Regions from separate parts of the Mus musculus genome. Here region 2 is linked to region 1. Evidence: chromatin contacts called from public Hi-C data. All regions are on one chromosome and are shown on one strand. The core of a region is the stretch at or near the end of the contact, and the rest is flanking DNA. Distances in the headings are between cores, read along the strand shown.

What was found. Hi-C and Micro-C count contacts between places; a contact is called where the count stands out from the background.
Region 2: a contact with region 1 is called in a Hi-C map of the STO cell line, with 2.9 times the contacts expected there. The contact joins two enhancer-like sites. A contact is called at or near these places in 1 of 39 promoter capture datasets (the 3T3-L1 cell line), 4 of 15 datasets of contacts at CTCF or cohesin (the NIH/3T3 cell line, embryonic stem cells, pro-B cells and 1 more), 97 of 484 Hi-C or Micro-C datasets (the 63-12 cell line, the AML12 cell line, the AtT-20 cell line and 59 more) and 8 of 115 datasets of contacts at active chromatin or transcription factors (the NIH/3T3 cell line, acute myeloid leukemia, astrocytes and 5 more).

Annotation. Positions count from the first base shown.
Region 1 is chr14:27,821,407-27,825,275 of GRCm38.p6, forward strand. The region is part of intron 4 of Erc2 (ELKS/RAB6-interacting/CAST family member 2); the gene reads left to right. Among named protein-coding and RNA genes, the nearest start is that of Gm45645, 18 kb to the right of the region's middle. Within about 2 kb of position 1,850, at least 55 of the 459 cell types and tissues checked have an H3K27ac peak or open chromatin away from gene starts, as enhancers often do. A contact at or near this core is called in the STO cell line, granulosa cells and tail fibroblasts, where this site is marked.
Region 2 is chr14:29,080,178-29,083,908 of GRCm38.p6, forward strand. All of the region lies in intron 17 of Cacna2d3 (calcium channel, voltage-dependent, alpha2/delta subunit 3), which reads right to left. Among named protein-coding and RNA genes, the nearest start is that of Lrtm1, 64 kb to the left of the region's middle. Within about 2 kb of position 1,459, at least 29 of the 459 cell types and tissues checked have an H3K27ac peak or open chromatin away from gene starts, as enhancers often do. A contact at or near this core is called in the STO cell line, granulosa cells and tail fibroblasts, where this site is marked.

The sequences.
Region 1 (3,869 bases), core at 600-3,099:
AGACTAAGTAATCTTTTAGCTGTGGTGTGGAGGAAGCATTGAAGAAGAGAGGGGATAAATAGGATGAAGGATGCTAAATGTCTTCTAAACAGAGGCGTTTCTAAGAGCAAGGGGAGGTACTGTTAATAGTTGACCATTAAATAAGACTGTCTCAAACAAGGTAAACATTAGGCTAAGACTGGCTAGTTGTAATATTCTGGACCATATGGAGGCCATGAGGATGCCTCTGAGAACATCATTAGAACATGCTTTCTTCTTCTTTGGCCCTCCATAGTTTAACACAAAAATATGATTTCTAGACCATTTTAAGTAAGCCTACTATGTCTGACTCCTTTCTCTTGCTGCCACAGATTCTGCAGCTCCCACATCTGGAGAGGTACGAAGCATCAGCCAGCTGCCCCATGGCTGCAGAGGCACTGTCCTAGAACTCAACACTTTAGGTTTGCTTTGCTTGGGTTTCAGCTGGACTTTCTTCATCCTCTCCTAAGGTGTTCATGGCCATTCCTACTGATAGGAAGCACAAGGCCTTCTATTAAACATGCATAGTTCAGCTTCCTGGTTTCTGGCAGTCATTCCCAGCAGAGGGCATTGTATCAGCATTACCTGGAAGGCAGCCCAGAAAATCCCTCCCCTGGAGGTCCTCCCACTCTGTCATAGTGCCTGCTTTGGGGAAAATTATAAGAGGAATCTCATTCAAATATGTGATTACCACCTCTTCTTTTTGTGCAAGTTTGTGTGAGGCCTCTGGCAGCACCATGTGGCCTCATGGGACAGTTTGCTAACCCAGTGGTGGTGTTGAGCATTTCCATCACAGGATAATGCTGCAGGCACCGTGGGTTCACTGGTGAACAGTGCAGACCCTTAAAGACTGCTCCATGGAGGCAAACATCAAATATCTAGAGGCAGACACAAGTATTTACCCAACGTGGGGTAAACAGACATGCAAAGGCATGTGCTTTTTGTATATGGTAAAACTTTTAAGCAGTTTATGCATTTACTTTTAATTGTTAAAATATATCTTGTTTTGTATATTTGGAGTTTGCAATAGGATGTTATAGGCCACACATAGGCAGTCATGTGGCAATTACAGTGGGAAAAGTTGACATGCCTGTTGTGATGGGTAATTTTCATTGCCAATTTGACTGATTTTGGATTACCTAGGAGACAGGAGAGGCGCACTTGTGCCTGTGTGTCCAGAGAGGACTGCTGAGGGATCATCGTTCTCCTTGAGTGTGGGCAGCACTATGCAAGTACTGCGGACAGGGAGCTGCACTTCACTGCTGCCATGGCGCTTCCTGGTCTGCTATGATTTAAACCATTTTTCTTTACCACACTGACCACAATGGACAGCACACTCTGAAACCATGAGACAAAATAAGTCCCTCCTGCTTCTAGTCGCTTCTGTCCGGTATTTGGTCATTGTGTGCAAAAGTAATTAACAGAGCTATCATCTCATGTAGGTTGTGTGTGTATGTGAATGTGTATGTATGTATGTGTGTGTGTGCATGTGCATGTGTATGTGCATGCATGTGTGTGTGTGTGTGTGAGAGAGAGAGAGAGAGAGAGAGAGAGAGAGACAGAGAGAGACAGAGAGAGACAGAGAGAGAGAGAACAGAAAATAACTTATCATAAGTCCCAAATACCCTCTAATTTTATTAATGTCAGCTTTCTGGCCATAAACCTGTCCATCCTGCATCCTTGTTCTGTGTCCTTTGTCAGCCACCTCTTCTCTCCACTGTTCTATTTTCCGCTTGTGTGTTTGAAGGTTTATTTATTTAGTGTCTGTTGAATGTGAGGCATAAGGCCAAGGTCTGCAGTGAGTCAGAGGGTGTGTCTCCCACGACCGTGCTTCCTCCCACTTTACAGCATCAGCCTTGTTTTGCCTTCCCAGTGCAGCATGCTTTTTGGCATAGCTACAGTCTTCCATGAGATATTACCTTCTCTAGAATCTCCTGGTATGTTTGCATTGGGGAAGCCTTTGCATTATTACAGTGCACCTCAGGGCTGCTCCTCCAGGGCAATGGCCTGCTTTTACTTCTTTGTCCAGTACTGTTTATCTGTTATGACACTCGTCAACGTGTACTTACAAGGAGTTATTGGCCCCATAGCTGTGCACTTATGGGCATCCTTGAAGGTATATTTTATCTAAACATGCTCAGGATATGTTGCCAATCAGTGTTGAATCATGAATGCAAACTTTTCTGTATAATTGATTTTCTGTATGATTGATTTCTTAATTTGTACTTTACAGCAGACCAATCTTAGCAGAAAATTTTTTGCCCCCCGCCCCCCCCCGTCCATCTTCAATTGTAACATAACATATAAGGAAGTACAAGCATGTATGCCTTATGAAGAGGTATAAATCTTTTTGTTCCAAAAACAAAACAAACAAAACCAGCCCTATGCTTTCTTCTGTTTGCCTGGGCTGTCTGTCCTTTTCATGAGTTTTCAGGCCTCTTTCTAGTCAGTTTCTGGTATATCACACACAGTCTTTGGAGATTGTCACTATGAGGTAATTGTTGAATTGATCTTCAAATCCTTCACTTCATACCCCTTGGGTATCCTTTAAGCTTTCCTTTTAGGGGAGGCTTTCCGAAGAGTGTGGTTTCGTGTCCACGAATTCCTGGAAGTTATGGCTGGTTGCAGGATGATTCACACAGTAAATATCTAGGGCCGGATTTGCAAATCATGTGGTTACAATCTAGCAGGCATCATTGGCCATCAATCACTTCCCTGCTGGAAGTAAATAAAAGAGATCAGTGCCCGCACAAACCTTCTCCTTGTGGGTTTGACAGAAGGCACTCTACGCAGGGCCATGCTGGGCTTTGGATAGCAGTATCAGCATCATTTTGGAGTTAGTTTCCAACCTAACATCTCAGACCCAGCAATGTCTACTTTAACAAATTCTAGATGACTTCCTTACACATGGATGATTGAGAACCTCGGCCTAGGAATTGGGGCGGCATCGCATGTGTGGATGAGTAAGGTCCGCGATGAGTCTGCTTCCGGTCCTTTTCTAAACTTTCTCTCTTGGAATCTTTACCTACTCATTTATTTTGAATATAAGGATTGTGAGCCTCAATTCAGTATCTGGAGGAAAGATCTGTTGTTGTTGTTGTTATTATTGAAGAGCTAGCTGGTAGAGCTACAGGTATTAAATAAATTACTATAAATGATTACTTGTGACACTAATTACTCCTGTCACATCTCATTCTAAGCAAAAATTGCTTGTCAAAAGCTTTATTTTGGGCAAAGGAACAGAGAGATGGATGACTTAGTCAGTAAAATGCATGCCTTACAAATGTGAGAACCTGAGTTCTGTCTCCCAGATCATGTAAAAAGCTGGCATGGTGGTGTGCCCTCTTAATCCCAGGGCAGGGAAGGAAGGCACAGTGGGATCTCAGGGGGCTGCTGGTCAGCTGATACAGTGAAGTTCCTGGCCAATGAGAAACCTCGTCTCAAAGACAAAGTGGAAAGTGCCTGAGGGAAGACACTGGAGGTTATTCTTTGGCAACTATGTGTATGCATGCACCACCACCACACACACACACACACACACACATGCACACAAGCACACATACAGATGCATGTACTTCACACACACACACACACACACACACACACACACACACACACTGTGTGTGTAATTTGTAGTTACATTGATAGCAGACAAAAATTTTTGGTCATGGTGCCATGCTTAGGGCAAATGACCCATTGGAAGAGGAGCTTGTTTTATTGGTAAGCAAGCTGAAATTTAGGAGGGAAAGCCACTCACTTATTTTCTGATATCTACCTACCTGTCTGTCTCTCTGTTTGTCTTTCTGATGTTGTATTTGTCTTTTACTCTTTCCTTATCCTTCTCTCATCCC
Region 2 (3,731 bases), core at 209-2,708, 1.3 Mb after region 1:
GACTGGAAGATAGCACTTGAACTGGAATTTCCACCCAAATAATGCTGCCCCTGTGGTGTGTTACTCTACAGTAGCCTGGACTCCCCTCGCCCAACAATACACACACATGCCATGACACACGCATCATGCCCTGGCATAAATTCCCATGGCTCTGTATTGGAGATGAAATCCTCTAAGCCTTGGGAAGATGAGAAGCCCAGATCCAGGACCACAGGGGTGTGTCTCACAGCAGCAGGGAGTTGAGAGAGGGGCAGTGGGGCATGTCCAGACAGAGCCATTTCCTCTTCCTCAGAGGTGCCCTGTTCTCGTTAATTAATGTTTTTAACTGTCTCGAAGATGAAAAGTTCTACACACTTTCCAGTAGTTTGATTACAAAATTCTTTTGATGGCTATAAAACTAAAATGGCTTAGGTGTTTAAAAACAAAACAAAAATCACCCCCCCAAAAAAACCCCAACAACAATTAAAGAAACTGCTTTGAAATCCAAAATGACCTTTATCTCAATCACTGTCCTCCTAGAAGTCATGAGTCACACGCTGTGTGTGGGGAGGAGGTGGCCTGGCCCCACCGTGGTTTTGCAGGTCAAACGTGGCTTACTGTACCATGGCTGGATTAGACTTAATTCTCAAGAAGCCAGTCTGTCTGGTTATAGCAAGCTAGTCAGAGACATTAAAATGTGCTCAGTTGCTTAACAGGAAGGACATTTGGTGCCAGCCCAAAGGAAGACCAGGGATTGGGTGCTGGGAAGAGAGGGGCGGTGCCAGGCCTGGTGAAGGAGGTGAGATGTCAATGAAGACAGACAGCTGCTAGAAGAAAAGGCAGGACAGGGTGGCATTCAAGTTAAGGGGACAGCTAACTAGGGAACAATTTCTCTAAGTCAGGATATTACTTTGAGACAAATCCTGTGTAAAGTTAGATGTGAGAGGTCCTCCTAAATGAACTCAAGAATCTCTGAGAGTTGTACTGAGCTCCTGGGGGTGGGTCTGGCTTCTTCCAAATCCCAATTCATGAAGGTTTTCAGGCACCCCCCTGCCATTAGGAGGTACTGTCTAGGGTGAAGAGAACCCTTGTGATTTGGAAGCTAACCTGTGATATCTGGCTGCAGAAAAATAAAAAAAAGGAACTTTTTTTTTTTAAATTTAGCACTTACCCATGATTACTACATTAAGGGTATCAGAAGACCCTAGGGTATATTCAGCTGTCACACCATTTTAAAGAGGTCTAATTAGGCACGGCAAACTGATTCTAGAGTTGCCAGGGCAAAGAAGAAACATTTCCTTACCCACACAAATAAGATCTCAAGCTAATAGCATAGGCTCTGCAGATAACCTGGCCTTTCATAGGGGGCAGCAGCTAACCATATGATGGGGAGAGAGCTCCGGATGTGGCTACTTTCACCCAGGACTGTAAGTCAGAGCCTAGCCCCCTCTCAGTGCCCAGAGGTGTTTGATAAGTACACGAACGAGACAGATCTACAAATGAAGTATAGGTGAATGCTGTAAAGAAGGGACAAAGAGCTCCTCCCTTCCCAACCAAGCAACTAGTTGATGCTACGTAGTAGCAGTTCATGTCAATACGCCCCAGCTTCATCAAATATGCCTGTGTCTGTGCAATGTGAGATTGTTATCTAGGGAGATGTTTGGGATGACAGAATGGGAGCTTTGGTGTGGTTTTCTTTTCCTGGTAAAATTGCTAACAATATCTGTGAAGGATTCATACCTGTGACCACCTTTCCCTTCTAACTAGTCACTCTCCTTTCTTGGCACCTGGGCAGCCCTTGTTTCAAACCTTCCAGGGAGCTGAAGCCTAAATGAACATGTAGCACTTTGTCTGATGTATGCTCTCTCTGCTAGCCATGCTCTGACCTCCAACCTACGGAGGTTTCCATCCCATCCATCAGTACCCCTGCCAGTCTCACTGATGACCCAGCAAAATATTTAGCTTTTGTTTAGTGAGTTACTCTGTGTGTGTGTGTGTGTGTGTGTGTGTGTGTGTGTGTGTGTGTGTGTGTGTCAGTGCCAATTAGAGTGATGTATCTTTTAAAAAATGTTTTTGGATAGATACATGGTGGTCTGAGTAAACCCAAGAGATTTCTGATGTGATTTATGACTCATGGAAAAGCCAAGGTCCCCTGCAAGGTTGCCTGAGTTCTCATAGTCTTTCACTGCCAGTGACCATGGAAATGTGGGCAGAGCTTGGATGGGCCAGCAGGTCAGTGAAGCAAGCTACCACAGCTATGAATTCTTCTCACTTCTGAGTGCTTTGAAGTTGAGTCACATTAGGCAAGTCATCGGCTTATTGTCAACCACCAAGGAAGTGCTCCCCTGGAAGAGGATAGATAACTGCACCAAACCAGTCTCTGCCTGAATTCTTCATCTCTAACCCACTCCCTAGGTTCAGACTGAGGGATTCTACAACCAAAATCAGAGCTTATCAGTGCTTTGGCACAGAGTCATCATGCCCTATAGGATGACGACTAATACTCAGGCATATCTCAAAACTCCTGTCACTTGGCTTCTGCTAGTATTGCCATCTTTACCACTTCCTTCCTCTCTTTGTAGTCCCCCAGCTAGACAGAACTGGCTGCTTAAAAGGTCATCATACTTTTACCTTCTGGTCTGGCACCTCATTCCATCTGCTCCTCAAACCCTTGACTCTAACTCAGAGTCAAGTGGTAGACCACTGACCCCATGGACTCCACTGAGATGTACTCCTGTCTGAACTGTGTCTATTTGGGGTCCATTTAAAGTCTCCCCTCATCTGCAACCCTATAGGTAGAACAACATTATGAACTAACCAGTACCCCGGAGCTCTTGACTCTAGCTGCATATGTATCAAAAGATGGCCTAGTCGGCCATCACTGGAAAGAGAGGCCCATTGGACACGCAAAGTTTATATGCCCCAGAACAGGGGAACGCCAGGGCCAAAAAGGGGGAGTGGGCGGGTAGGGGAGTGGGGGTGGGTGGGTATGGGGGACTTTTGGTATAGCATTGGAAATGTAAATGAGCTAAATACCTAATAAAAAATGGGAAAAAAATAAAGTCTCCCCTCATTATCTCAGCCTTGCTTGGTGGCCCCATGGTATGATACAGGACTCTAGCTTACTTGTTTCCTACATTGGCTCTGAAGCATCTTGGAGAAGGGAGCCTTTTCTTATGTGTGGTGCTAAGAGTTGCCTGGCCAGGAGTAGGCTCTCCAGGAAACACAGGAGTGAACATGTCAAGGATGTATGCCCCATGCACCTGCATCACAGTGACTCCATGGCTGCCTTGCTATGGGGCCTCCAGAGAGTTTACTCCTCTATCCTTATAAGCCTTGTAGGAAGCTTCGTTTCTGTTCTCATTTTCTGTGGAGAGACCCGAGGCCAGAGGGTTAAGTAAACACACCTCAGGTCACACAGTTGACAGTGGCAGAGCTGACACTTCAGAGGTGTCAGATATGGCTCTGCTCTATGAAGAGAATGTGCTAAGGAAGATTCTTGTTCTAAACTGAGGTTGTTGCCCAGGGTCTAACTGAGATGTGTCACAGGAAGGGGACAATGGCATGAAGGAGATGGCTGAGTTTATGATGATGAAGTCTTTTAAGAAGTCCTGCCCTTACACACACACACACACACACACACACACACACACTTACACACACACACACACATACACAAACACACATACACATACACACACATACTTACACACACACACGTATGCAGTGCACACAAAATGATATTTTGGAAT